Linked DNA regions of Sus scrofa: regions 2, 3 and 4 are each linked to region 1. A link is a contact called in public HiChIP or PLAC-seq data. All regions are on one chromosome and are shown on one strand. Each heading gives the region's core, a stretch centred on a gene start, on an enhancer-like site or on the middle of the called end of the contact. The rest is flanking DNA. Distances are from core to core; before and after follow the strand shown. Region 1 overlaps ST7 (suppression of tumorigenicity 7). Region 2 has its middle 20 kb from the start of ST7. Region 3 has its middle 31 kb from the start of CAPZA2. Region 4 has its middle 12 kb from the start of CAPZA2.

Evidence for each region. HiChIP or PLAC-seq counts read pairs in DNA pulled down with a chosen protein or histone mark.
Region 2: a contact with region 1 is called in an H3K27ac HiChIP or PLAC-seq map of alveolar macrophages. The contact joins two enhancer-like sites. A contact is called at or near these places in 1 of 5 promoter capture datasets (liver), 18 of 47 Hi-C or Micro-C datasets (alveolar macrophages, embryonic fibroblasts, epiblast stem cells and 10 more) and 2 of 2 datasets of contacts at active chromatin or transcription factors (alveolar macrophages and skeletal muscle).
Region 3: an H3K27ac HiChIP or PLAC-seq map of alveolar macrophages shows a contact between it and region 1. The contact joins two enhancer-like sites. A contact is called at or near these places in 1 of 47 Hi-C or Micro-C datasets (embryonic fibroblasts) and 1 of 2 datasets of contacts at active chromatin or transcription factors (alveolar macrophages).
Region 4: a contact with region 1 is called in an H3K27ac HiChIP or PLAC-seq map of alveolar macrophages. The contact joins two enhancer-like sites. A contact is called at or near these places in 1 of 5 promoter capture datasets (fetal liver), 3 of 47 Hi-C or Micro-C datasets (brain, embryonic fibroblasts and fetal skeletal muscle) and 1 of 2 datasets of contacts at active chromatin or transcription factors (alveolar macrophages).

Annotation. Positions count from the first base shown.
Region 1 is chr18:29,140,428-29,143,188 of Sscrofa11.1, reverse strand. ST7 (suppression of tumorigenicity 7) reads left to right here. Exons shown (of 15, transcript NM_001123198.1): 2 at 229-311. Among named protein-coding and RNA genes, the nearest start is that of ST7, 140 kb to the left of the region's middle. Within about 2 kb of position 1,413, at least 8 of the 83 cell types and tissues checked have an H3K27ac peak or open chromatin away from gene starts, as enhancers often do. A contact at or near this core is called in alveolar macrophages, where this site is marked.
Region 2 is chr18:29,303,847-29,306,566 of Sscrofa11.1, reverse strand. No RefSeq gene overlaps it. Among named protein-coding and RNA genes, the nearest start is that of ST7, 20 kb to the right of the region's middle. Within about 2 kb of position 1,461, at least 8 of the 83 cell types and tissues checked have an H3K27ac peak or open chromatin away from gene starts, as enhancers often do. A contact at or near this core is called in alveolar macrophages, where this site is marked.
Region 3 is chr18:29,394,281-29,397,037 of Sscrofa11.1, reverse strand. No RefSeq gene overlaps it. Among named protein-coding and RNA genes, the nearest start is that of CAPZA2, 31 kb to the right of the region's middle. Within about 2 kb of position 1,292, at least 1 of the 83 cell types and tissues checked has an H3K27ac peak or open chromatin away from gene starts, as enhancers often do. A contact at or near this core is called in alveolar macrophages, where this site is marked.
Region 4 is chr18:29,375,071-29,378,094 of Sscrofa11.1, reverse strand. No RefSeq gene overlaps it. Among named protein-coding and RNA genes, the nearest start is that of CAPZA2, 12 kb to the right of the region's middle. Within about 2 kb of position 1,269, at least 11 of the 83 cell types and tissues checked have an H3K27ac peak or open chromatin away from gene starts, as enhancers often do. A contact at or near this core is called in alveolar macrophages, where this site is marked.

The sequences.
Region 1 (2,761 bases), core at 164-2,663:
GTTTTGGGAGGTAGAAATGAAAAAGCTGCTCCTTCTCTTTGTATGTAGTTGTTGTCTTTTAGAATATATAACTTGAACCTACTATTCCAAGACTGTATAATGCTGAACCATTTTAATGGCACTTGACTATGATTCTAAGAATTACACCAGAAAGAAAAATGTGAGTTGGTTTTATTGATGACGTATTCATATGTTCCCTCTTCTTTCCCTCTCTCTTTTTTTTTTCAGTAAGCATGTTTTTGAACACACTGACACCGAAGTTCTACGTGGCCCTGACAGGCACTTCCTCACTAATATCAGGGCTTATTTTGGTAAGTGGTGGACTTCTTCCTATTTAAAAAAACTGGAGTTCCCGTCGTGGCGCAGTGGTTAATGAATCTAACTAGGAACCATGAGGTTGCTGGTTCGATCCTTGCCCTTGCTCAGTGGGTTAACGATCCGGCGTTGCCGTGAGCTGTGGTGTAGGTTGCAGACACAGCTCGGATCCCGCGTTACTGTGGCTCTGGCGTAGGCCGGCGGCTACATCTCCGATTGGACCCCTAGCCTGGGAACCTCCATATGCCGTGGGAGTGGCCCTAGAAAAGGCAAACAAAACAAAACAAAACACCTGCTGACTATTAATATGTAATATGAAAAAATTCTGGAAGAATATACACCAGCATCTTACAGTGATTGTGTGTGTGTATGTGTTGGATTGGGGGACCAATAGAGGCCTTTTACTCTCCAGGTTATATGTTTTTAAAATATTTGAAAAAAAATTTAAACAATCATATTTTACTTTTGTTGAAGGGCAAAACAAAATGGAAAATAAAGGAAGACATAATTTGTGTCAAACTCCAGTGTCTAAGATGCTATAAAATAAGTGTGACTTAAACTAAAATGTTTTTCATCACCCTTTTCCAAATTGATTATTGGACATAAGGTCAGTAGAAGTATAGCTCAGTTTCTTTAAATGTACTAATGTGGATGTGGAAATTCTAAGCTTTTTTCTCCTTCATCTCTTTTTCTTTTAAAATTTACATATATTTCCCCATTGCCCCCTTAAAAATATCCCAAATGGGCAAAAAGCAATATGATAATGATATTGCTCAGGCTCCATTACCTTATGCTCTAAAATAGTTATAGGTATAATAAGTTATAACATCTGCAGTCATTTTCTTTAAATAACCTTAAAAGGGGCCATCTAAAATAGTGGAATCAGTCTAATGTAAGTATATTAAGGACCTTTAAGGAGAAAGGTTTTAGAAAGCTTTTTTTTTTTTTTCTCTACACATAATGCTGTGATTACCTATTACTATAGAGACAGGGACAACAAATATAATGACGTAATTGCTAGTGTTGTTTCCATTGTACTAATACAAAACTTGCCTTAGATCACATACTGACGAATGGTGGAGCAGGATTTCAGCCCAGACTGTCTTGAACCAGAGCCTGTGCTTTTGTCACTCATTTTCCTGCCTCTCTGGTTAAGTTCTCAGCTGTTTTTTTTTTTGTTTTGTTTTGTTTTTTGCTTTTTAGGGCTGCACTGGCAGCACATGGAGGTTCCCAGGCTAGGGGTCGAATCAGAGCTACAGCTGCTGGCCTACATCACAGCCACAGCAATACCAGATCTGAGCTGTGTCTGAGACCTACACCACAGCCCATGGCAAGGCCAGATCCTTAACCCACTGAGCAAGGTCAGGAATTGAACTCGCATCCTCATGAATCTTAGTCAGGTTGCTAACCGCTGAGCCACTATGGGAACTCCTCGGCTGTTTTTCTAGCTTGCTGAATAAGTGGCAGGTCTGGATTTTATTCTAGTAGTATCTTGGTATGGGTTCACTAGGCTATAAATAAATTACCAGAAAGTGGGTTATTTCCTTTCACTCTGGTTTTCTAGGACCAACAGTCATTTTCCCTTCTCAGTCAGGGATGGTGACATCCCATCGGCTTACTTCTCTTACCCTCCAAATGAAGGGATTTCCTTAGACCGTGACCACCTTTGCAAATCCAGGCTGGCAAGGCTTTCTCCTGTGTGTGGAGTGCAGCTGCTGAAGCCTGATGTGTTATTTGATGTTATCCAGCAGCATTCTTAGGAAGCAAAGGATACTTCTGACTGACGTAAAACTTTGAGGAAAGGAAAACCTCTGATGTGTGAAGATTTTGGAAGGTCTTCTCAAAAATGCTTGGTCTGTACTGAGAACGAAGTCACTGCAATATGGGAATAGCTCTTGATAGCTTTAGGTTTCTGCTTTAGATATTATTGACACTGGTATTATCCAGCCTTGGGGGGTTCAGCTTTGCTAGCCCTTGAAATGCACTCAGAGTTGAGGTTTCTATTTAGACTCTGTTCTTTTATGCCGTGTGCATTTCATGGAGAGGCAACATTGGTAAACGATAAGATATTTTTTGCAAAATAGCTGTGTGTATAGAACTTCTTAGTGGTTCGTTTCCTGGCACTGGAGAGACAATTACCTAACTGGTGTTCCCTGAGCAATGTCAAGAGAGCCAAGCTGTGAACATTGAAAGTGCAGGACTGTCCCTGAGGAAATTGGTTGTTTGGGGACCTCAAGATTCCCACACTGGAGTCTGAAATTATGATGCAATGTGATGTCTGAACCATTTTAATGGCACTTGACTATGATTCTAATAATTATGACACAAACAGAAAAAAAAAACCCTACTATTTCACTTTTGAAGGAAATATCAATTAACTGAACAAACATACATAGAAATAAAATGTGTTTGAAATGCTTTTATACTAATGTGTTTAGTAAGTGAG
Region 2 (2,720 bases), core at 212-2,711, 160 kb before region 1:
ATTTGATAAGCAATGGCAGTATGTATTTTCCGTTTTGTTCGTTTTTTTTTTTTTTTTTTTTTTTTTTGTCTTTTTGAGGGCCACACCCGTGGCATATGGAGAGTCCCAGGCTAGGGGTCTAATTGGAGCTGTAGCTGCTGGCCTACGCCACAGCCACAGCAGCACCAGATCTGAGCCATGTTTGCAACCTACACCACAGCTCACGGCAACGCTGGATCCTTAACCCACTGAGTGAGGCCAGGAATCCAACCCACAACCTCATGGTTCCTAATCTGATTCATTTCCTCTGCGCCACGATGGGAACTCCTGTGTGTGTGTGTGTTCTATTTTTTGAATTGTAATTATTCTATTCCTGTGTCTCCATTTCACAGTGGGTATACTGGAGCAGATAACATCTTTCAGTTTATAGTTTGACTGCACTGAGCGGATGGGTATTTGGGGTGTCTGCCTTGGTGAGGGATATATTACTCTGCATGATAAGAAAGGTGCATTTGCATAGGTCATAGGGATAACATGTGGCAGAAATAGCTAGTTTCCCCCTAATAACCTTTTTTTAGTGGCTCAGCTGCTCTTGCAGGTAAAGACTACTTTTCCCAGCTTCCCTAAGAGCTATGTGACTAAATGTTGGCTAATTGGTTAAGTGAAAGTCTTGTAGGGTAACTCCTGGGAACTTCCCAACTGATCTGAGCCTCTGTACTCCCTTTTTTCCTTCTTCCTCTTCCCTGAAACTTTACTACCACCCCTTTGGGCCATTGAGTCCAAGCACACATGGTGTATAAACCCTATTTTTCACTCTTTACCATAACCAGCTTGAACCGTCTATGTAGTCTTTTACCTAACAGAGAAATAAACCCCTATCTTATTTAAGCCACTGCTGTTGTTTCTTCTTAGGTACAGTTTAACCTAATACTAAAAGGTGGAGACCTACTCCTATTCCCATCCCATCTGATATATAAGTAATAATAATAATTCCAAAGGGGCTGAAGATCTAGCCAGATCAAATGGTGAATGTTTTTGGAACTAATAGTCTTAAGTTAAAGAAAACCTTACCAAAACAAACAAACAAACAAAAAGCTCTCAGAAGTCATGAAGGGAAAGACTGCCATTTCCGATACCAAAACTTCTAACATTTTTGACCACATAAGAAACCATTACTAATGGTTACAAGTACTTTTCTCTCTCTCTGCTTTTTCCCTTTTAATTATATGTTTGGCATATTTTGTAGTCAAAAATGCTGTCACTGAGGTTTCAAAATTCTACTTGAAAGGAAAAGCAGTTTATGCTTCTGAACATGTGCTTGAGTGGGATATTTCTGAATGTTTCACCAGTGGTTAAGGCGGCAGTTCCTGAGGCAAACCAGCAGGTGTCACTGTTCTCATTTCAGGCAAATAGTTCCCAGAGATATTGAAAAGGCGGAAGTCAGGCTACCATGTGCTTTGTCAGACCACGTGGAGCACCTGGGCTTGTCATGACTTGGCTGTTACTCATCAGGATAGTGCTAGTTCTAGGAAATAAATGTTTCAGTTACCGTCTAAGGAAAGGACACTTATGATGTGGAAATGCTTAGTAATAAATTAGGGGATTGCCTACTAATGCTTGTAAAAAATTTTTTTTGAGATATTTAAGCCAGAGTACAGCCTTTCCTGTCTTTGACATCAAGGACTCACTTAAAAGTCTTAGGAAAGCATGATCCCTCTTCTCAGAAAAATGCATGTGTGTCTGTACATCCATATCTCTCTCTCTTGCTCTCTCAACATATGCATACTTCATATCATACAATTTAAGAGAGTTCATGTTCCCCATAATCTATTGTTTCCTGATCTGAGTAATGTTTCAACATATGCTATAGAAAAAAAATTTTGCAGAACCCCACCATTAGGGTTAAATTATTTTTTTAAATCTTAATTCTTTCGTTTAACACATTTTTCTCCACCTCCTCCCATTGGCAGACACTGTTTAGGTATTTGGCAAAGCAGTAGAGGGTTAGACAATAAAACTCCTTACTAGCTAGGGGAGAGAGAGGCACTAAGCAAGTAAATAAGAAAATGCCAGTTAGTGATGTGTATAAAGGAAACACTTCTGCTCCCAATGTCATCACACTAATGCAAAGCACCTAGACTGTGGAAACAACCTTTCTGGTTTTTGGCTTCTACTTTTATTTCTCTCCAATCTATTTCCTATATTGCCACAGCAGAGTGGTCTTTTTTATGATGCATATCTTGTCGTTTCCCTTCCTCACTAAAAGTCTTTAGCACCCTCTTATTAACAGGACCTCTGTCTGCCTCCTCAGGCATTGTACCACTTCTTTCTTTCCCTCCTGGCCCCTCTACACTGGCCTCCTTTCTGTTTCTGGAATGTATTCAGTGCTGTCTAACTCTGGGCCATTGTACATGCTGTTCTTTCTCCCCTGGTTCTCAGCTCACCCCCACTTCCCCTGCTTCAGCTGTCACATGGCCTCCATTTTCTCCTCAAGTCTCAGAACAAATCTCACCTCCTCAGAGACATCTTTCCCAAACAACCTAGCTAAAGTAGTCCTCCCTGCCCCTCTCCAACCAAGGCGCTTATTCCATTCATGTTACCTACAACAGTCTCGTGTTACCTTGGTCCTTTCTGTGGTGAATCAATTTGAAGGTTTTTGTTTGTTTGTTTTTTTTTGTTTTACTTTTTAGGGCTGTATCCGAGGCATATGGAGGTTCCCAGGCCAGGGGTCCAGTCGGAGC
Region 3 (2,757 bases), core at 43-2,542, 250 kb before region 1:
ATTATTCCTGAAAGGGATTAGGCAGCACATCACAGTGTCCACCACAACACCGGTTTGTATGTGGTATTTTTCATAATAAACATTGTCTTAAAGGAAAAAAATGGATAAAGCAGGAAGGCCAAGCTGTACAAGGAAACAGTTTAGGAGTGGTACAGAATCTCAGACAAGACAGGACAAAGTCAGGAACTTAATATGATGAGATAGGATGTGGAAGAAAACTGAACACTGATTTGGGTGTCTGTCCATAGAGTAATATGTGGGCTTTCTGCTGGAAGAGACGAAACCAGTAAATCAGGTGTGATTGGGTAATATTACTCAGACTACCCTGATTAATAGACATAGTGGAGTCAGCATCAGGAGATGAGTTAAGCTTAACAACTCCCAAGAAGTTGCATATCAGGCCTCTGTTCTGTCCCCACCAACTGCAGGGAACAAATGTGGATGAGGACTTTTATTCTGAGTCCGAGAAATCTATGTTCCTTTGATTATAAAATAGAAAACAACAGAAGAGGGTCCAGTGTGGTAATGAAAGATACCTTGAGAATTCTAGCCTTGAAATAACGCTCATATGATAATAAGAAATTTTGTTTTCTCTCTTGCTACTGACCATCTTGTCATAATAAATGCTATTTATTAGTCCTCCACTATGAACCAGGCACTGTCTTAAGTGCTTTATGTGTATTGTATCATTCATTCTGCACAATAGCTAAATGAGGTAGGTGCTACAATTATTCCCATTTTAGTGATAAGAAAATGAAGACACAGGTGAATTGAATCATTTTCTCATCGTTTCCCATCTTGTAGTAGGTCAAGCACTGAATCTAAACAGTTTGGCCCCAGAGACTATCTGCTGTCTGAACGCTCAGCTGCCTCCCAAAGATGGAAAATATCAACCTCCGTGATGACAGGAAGTGGGTATTGCACAGCTCTCTAGGCAGAAGTGCAGAACGACTTATTGGTCAAGTAGAGGGCTCAGTTCTGGGATGCCAATGCTGCATCTGGTCATGGAGGCCATGCCTTGGTGGAAAAGGCTATGTATGCGGTGACAGGCGGCAGGACTCTAAGGACCAGAGACAGCCTAACCCTGGCTCTCACTCTGATTCCACCCTGAGCCCCAAGTTCTATATCTCAGTTGCTCCCTATACACACAAAAATGAGAAATAATGAGGATCATGACCTGAAGTTATTTCTGCAGATGGATTTTAAGAGGGTAAGATGTACAGTGTCGGTAAATAAGGAAGGATGTTGACGATGTCTTCATTTCTTAGAACAGCAACAGAAACTAAGTGAAAAAGAAAAGGGAAATCTGTTCTCTGAGGCAGAATATGTCAACACTGGGGTGGAAACCTTAGAACTATCCCCATAACAGAGAAGCTATGAAATTGACCCTACAGGCAGATTGGCTGGATCCATGGTCTGCCTCCACAACTGAGAAACTAGAGACCTTGGACAAGATACTGAAATCCTCTGTGCCTTAAACATGGAAAAGATGGCACCCACCTCATAGCACTACCATGAAAAATCGATAGAACTAGCCCAAGTCAAATGTTTAGAACAGGACTTGACCCAAGATGTTCTAAGTACCTATTTGCTATTATTATCTCTTCCTGGGTAGTAGGGCATTGTTTTCCTTGACAATTCCATTCCGGTCTTTTTTTCTCCAGGAAATCAGGGTGTGGTTCTGGGATCAAAAGTATTCAGAGTAACAAAGTGACTAACCATTCTGTCTGGAAGGAAGGCAAGTATCCAAGCTAATAAGCAGGCTAATTCTATTCTAATTCTAGAATAAGAAACCTAGTTCTAATACCTGGAAACACATCAAAGTTTATGATTTAAAAAACAGAAGACATAATCACACCCTCTGGCCCTCTTGTTCCTTGTATGTGAAGTGTGGTGGAGGTTATGGGTTCAACTGCTGGCTTCCAAATTGGTTTCTGCAGACTTGTGATATTCCTCAGAGGTTTTGGAGGCTCAGGGGTGGGGTGAGGGTTACAGAGAAGAAACTGCAGGCAAGATCCCAGTCCTCACGTCAGCCAAAGTGGCTCCACTTACATCTGTTTTATATATTATTGTAACTGTAAGAACAAAATACCTGTAGAACTATAGGCCCTTGACTAAAAATGTAATCAAGTTCTTCCCAGAGTAAGAGTCTCAAGGCTCCTTTTTTTGTAATTAAGGGCGCAGCCATTAAAATATTATACCCTTTTCTTTAATTCATGACTAATCCAAATGAGCATAATTTGGAAAGCAGCAGGGAGGGGAATGAACAAATTGAATTAATTCCTGTGCTGAATGTTAATGTAGTATCAGAGAAAGGGAGATGCTTTGCAAATTCAAGGCAGAAAATATTTTTATCCTTCTTAGGAATTTAGACAGCTCCATGTCTAAGAAGTACTTTTCTCATGACAGATGTGTGTGGTTGGTCTAACAGGCAGACCCACAACGAATGACTTACACATTAGACACAGTGCCTACGGCCCATGATACTTTTAAAGCCTCACCAAAATGTTTTAATTTTCATTTATTTTAAAATCAGAACAGAAACATATGTATATTACTATTATTGACCGTATACAAATAGTCTGCCAGTTACTTCTCCAGCAAAAATGGATTTATTTGAAATCCGTGGAGAATTGCAATTCAGGATCTGCAGCCGTGGCAAGCCACATGCAAGTTCCCACAAGGCAAGGGAAGGAGAGCACATTTAGAGAGAGGAAAAGGAAGTTGGGAGGGCCATAGTAAAGAAAAAGTCCCCGG
Region 4 (3,024 bases), core at 20-2,519, 240 kb before region 1:
GCGTAGCGGTGCAACAGCTCCGATTCGACCCTAGCCTGGGAACCTCCATATGCCGCGGGAGCGGCCCAAAGAAATAGCAAAAAGACAAAAAAAAAAAAAAAAAGTATCTAATATGATTCTATTATTTAACTGTTAGGCACTTCAGTATATCCTAGAACCTTTGTCCTAGGCTGGTTAATGAAATGCTGAGAAAAGAATCTAAGTCTCTCAGGCTTATTTGACAAGTGAATCTTTATTCTTGGAGTGCTGATAACATCTCCTAGAACTAATGTTTTGCTGAATCATTTGGAAATTACAGATCAAGATCAGGGTACTAAACCTGCATCTGAATCAAAATGCAAATGCCTGCCCTCCACCCATGACCTGAAGAATCTGTAACAAGATCCCCCAGGCAATTCTCTCTTGCTTGTTCGCGCTAGCTTTTTTTGCCACGCCCACCGCAGGTGAAACTTCCCAGGGGCCAGAGGTAGAACCTGTGCCACAGCAGTGTTGACGCTGGATCTTTAACCCACTGGGCTACCTAGGAACTTCCCCCTCAAGTAATTCTGAATTGCCATCAGCTTTGGAAACAGCCGATATAGATCATTTTTAAGGCTCCTTATAAGACAAAGCAGTGTTTGGGAAAGGAGAATTTGAAAGAAGGTGTCAGAAGTATGTTTGGTACAAATCAAGCAAGGTAAGGGATAAGAAAATATCATTAACTGTTGACTAAGACAAGGTCATAAGGGACCTTATTACATGTTTTGGTCCCTGTAAATTGAATTCTACCCATTTCTCTAACACGTTTCTCCAACATGATTATAGCTGTTCACCCTTCCTCTTGTACAGTAAGCTACGAAGCAAGACTACGTGGTGCTATTAGAGTGCAAACCAGCACTGACCCATTTCTTCCCCTTGTGTTTCTTTCCCTCTTCCTGCTTTGCATCTCCATTTACTTGGCTGGCAGATTTTCACCCATCAGGCCTCAGCTCATACGCCATTCCTCAGAGAGGCTTTCCCTGGCCACCTGAGTAGTCTCCCCTAGTTACCATCTCATTCCAGTTTATTTCCTTTTATAGCACTTTTAGAGAAAAATATTGTAAGAGCATTTTAAAACACAACTGGGTATTCTCTCCAATGCTTCACCAACTCTTCATTTCAGTCATGTTGCTTCCAGTGCCCCACCACCCTTCACTCTGCATTGTGGATTTGTGTACAGACACCTCTCCCAAGGCTTGGGCATGGATTTCCTGGTCTCTGGGACTTGTGTCAAGTTAGGGTTAAAGATCTTTCAGGCTACTGATGTTTCTGCCTGCACTCACTTCCTTTAACCACAGAGGTTCTGGTTCCCCTGCAGTTTCCCATTTTCTGTGAGCCACAGAAGGGAAAAAAAAAGAACTCGTCTTTCCCTCTTTCTGCTTGATTTTCTCTCCTCTCTGTACCCCCACAGTCTCACACCCCTGGCTTCAGCCTCCTCCTGCCCAGCCAGAGAAAGCTTCAGAAGGCCTTTCTTGTCTCCCAGTAGGCTCTAGACTCAAGTGAAAACAATTTTGAATTTGCAGTCAAAAAATCCAGAAGAAAATTCTAATTACATAGAGTCTCAGCTTCCTCAACATTCTCTGTTTACCTCACAAAAGGCTTTTATATGGAAAAATAAGCACAGTAAAATGCAGAATAATATTTTTGAAATGTAACCTCCTTGTGACTTGTAAGGGTAGAAATATAATTGTTTGTTCCCATCTCAGATCTGCTGAGTTTGCCTGTTTGATTTGCATACAAAATTAAGTTGCAGCAAATTCTTCTGAGGCTGTTCAGGCGAACTATTGCCTTGGTCCCCAGAGCAGTCCCGGTTACACAAGCAAACTGCAAGATGCTTCAACACAGTGAAGCTGTTGCCTTAATTTACAGTGCTTGCTTAATCTGGCGCCAATATGAGTTTCATAACTTTTTAAATATATTCTTATTTCTTCACTAAAATTAAAAATAAATTTAGTATTTTGCTTAAGTAGAAGATGTGAACATTCCAGGGTTTGTTTACACAACTTAAATTATGCAAATGTTCAAGTACTTTTTTTTCTTTCTTTTGCACTCATCACCATCTTTTCAAGAGAAGTGAAAGTGAATCTTAAGCTTTCTTTTTAACTCTAGGATAAGATGGCTAGGGGCAAGGGAAGACCAAACTTGATTAAAATATGCCTTGCAACTTTATACATTCTTTGCATCTCATGAGTACTGGATTTAATCAGAAGTCTAATCCTAGGAATTACTTTAACAGAATGGTACTAGAAAACTAAAGAATTACTATTACATTTTAAAGAATAAGCCTTGTATGTGATTAAAAACAAAAAATGGAGTTCCCTTTGTGGTGCAGCAGAAATGAATCTGAGTCATATACATGAGGATGCAGGTTCAATCCCTGGCATTGGGGATTGGGGATCCGGCATTGCCATGAGCTGTGGTATAGGCTACAGATATGGCTGTGGCTGTGGCGTAGGCTGACAGCTGCAGCTCCGATTCAACCCCTTGCCTGGGAACTTCCATATGCCGTTGGTGTGGCCCTAAAAAAGCAAAAAAACAAAATAATAAAAAGTTGATTATTATCCAAGAGGAAAATCACCATTATCCTTTATCAATGAAAGGAACTTTTAAATGTTACTGTATTAGGGTTCCCAGAGAATCAGTACCAATGGACTACATAGATATATTTTATATATACACATATATATATATTTATTTATTATACCAATTGGTTTATGTGGTTATGGAGGCCAAGAAGTCCCACCATCTGCTGATCTGCCAAATGTAAGTTAGAGAACCAGGCCAGCCTGTGGTGTAATTCAGTCCAAATGCCTCAGTGGAAGGGGAAGAGGGGCAGTGGTATTTGACTCTGCGTCTGAATGCCCAAATATCCAAGGGCAAAAGATGGATGTCTTGGAGTTCCTGTCAAGGCGCAGCGGAAACAAATCCAACTGGGGACCATGAGGTTGCGGGTTTGACCCCTGGCCTCACTCAGTCGGCTAAGGATCCAGTGTTACCATGAGCTGT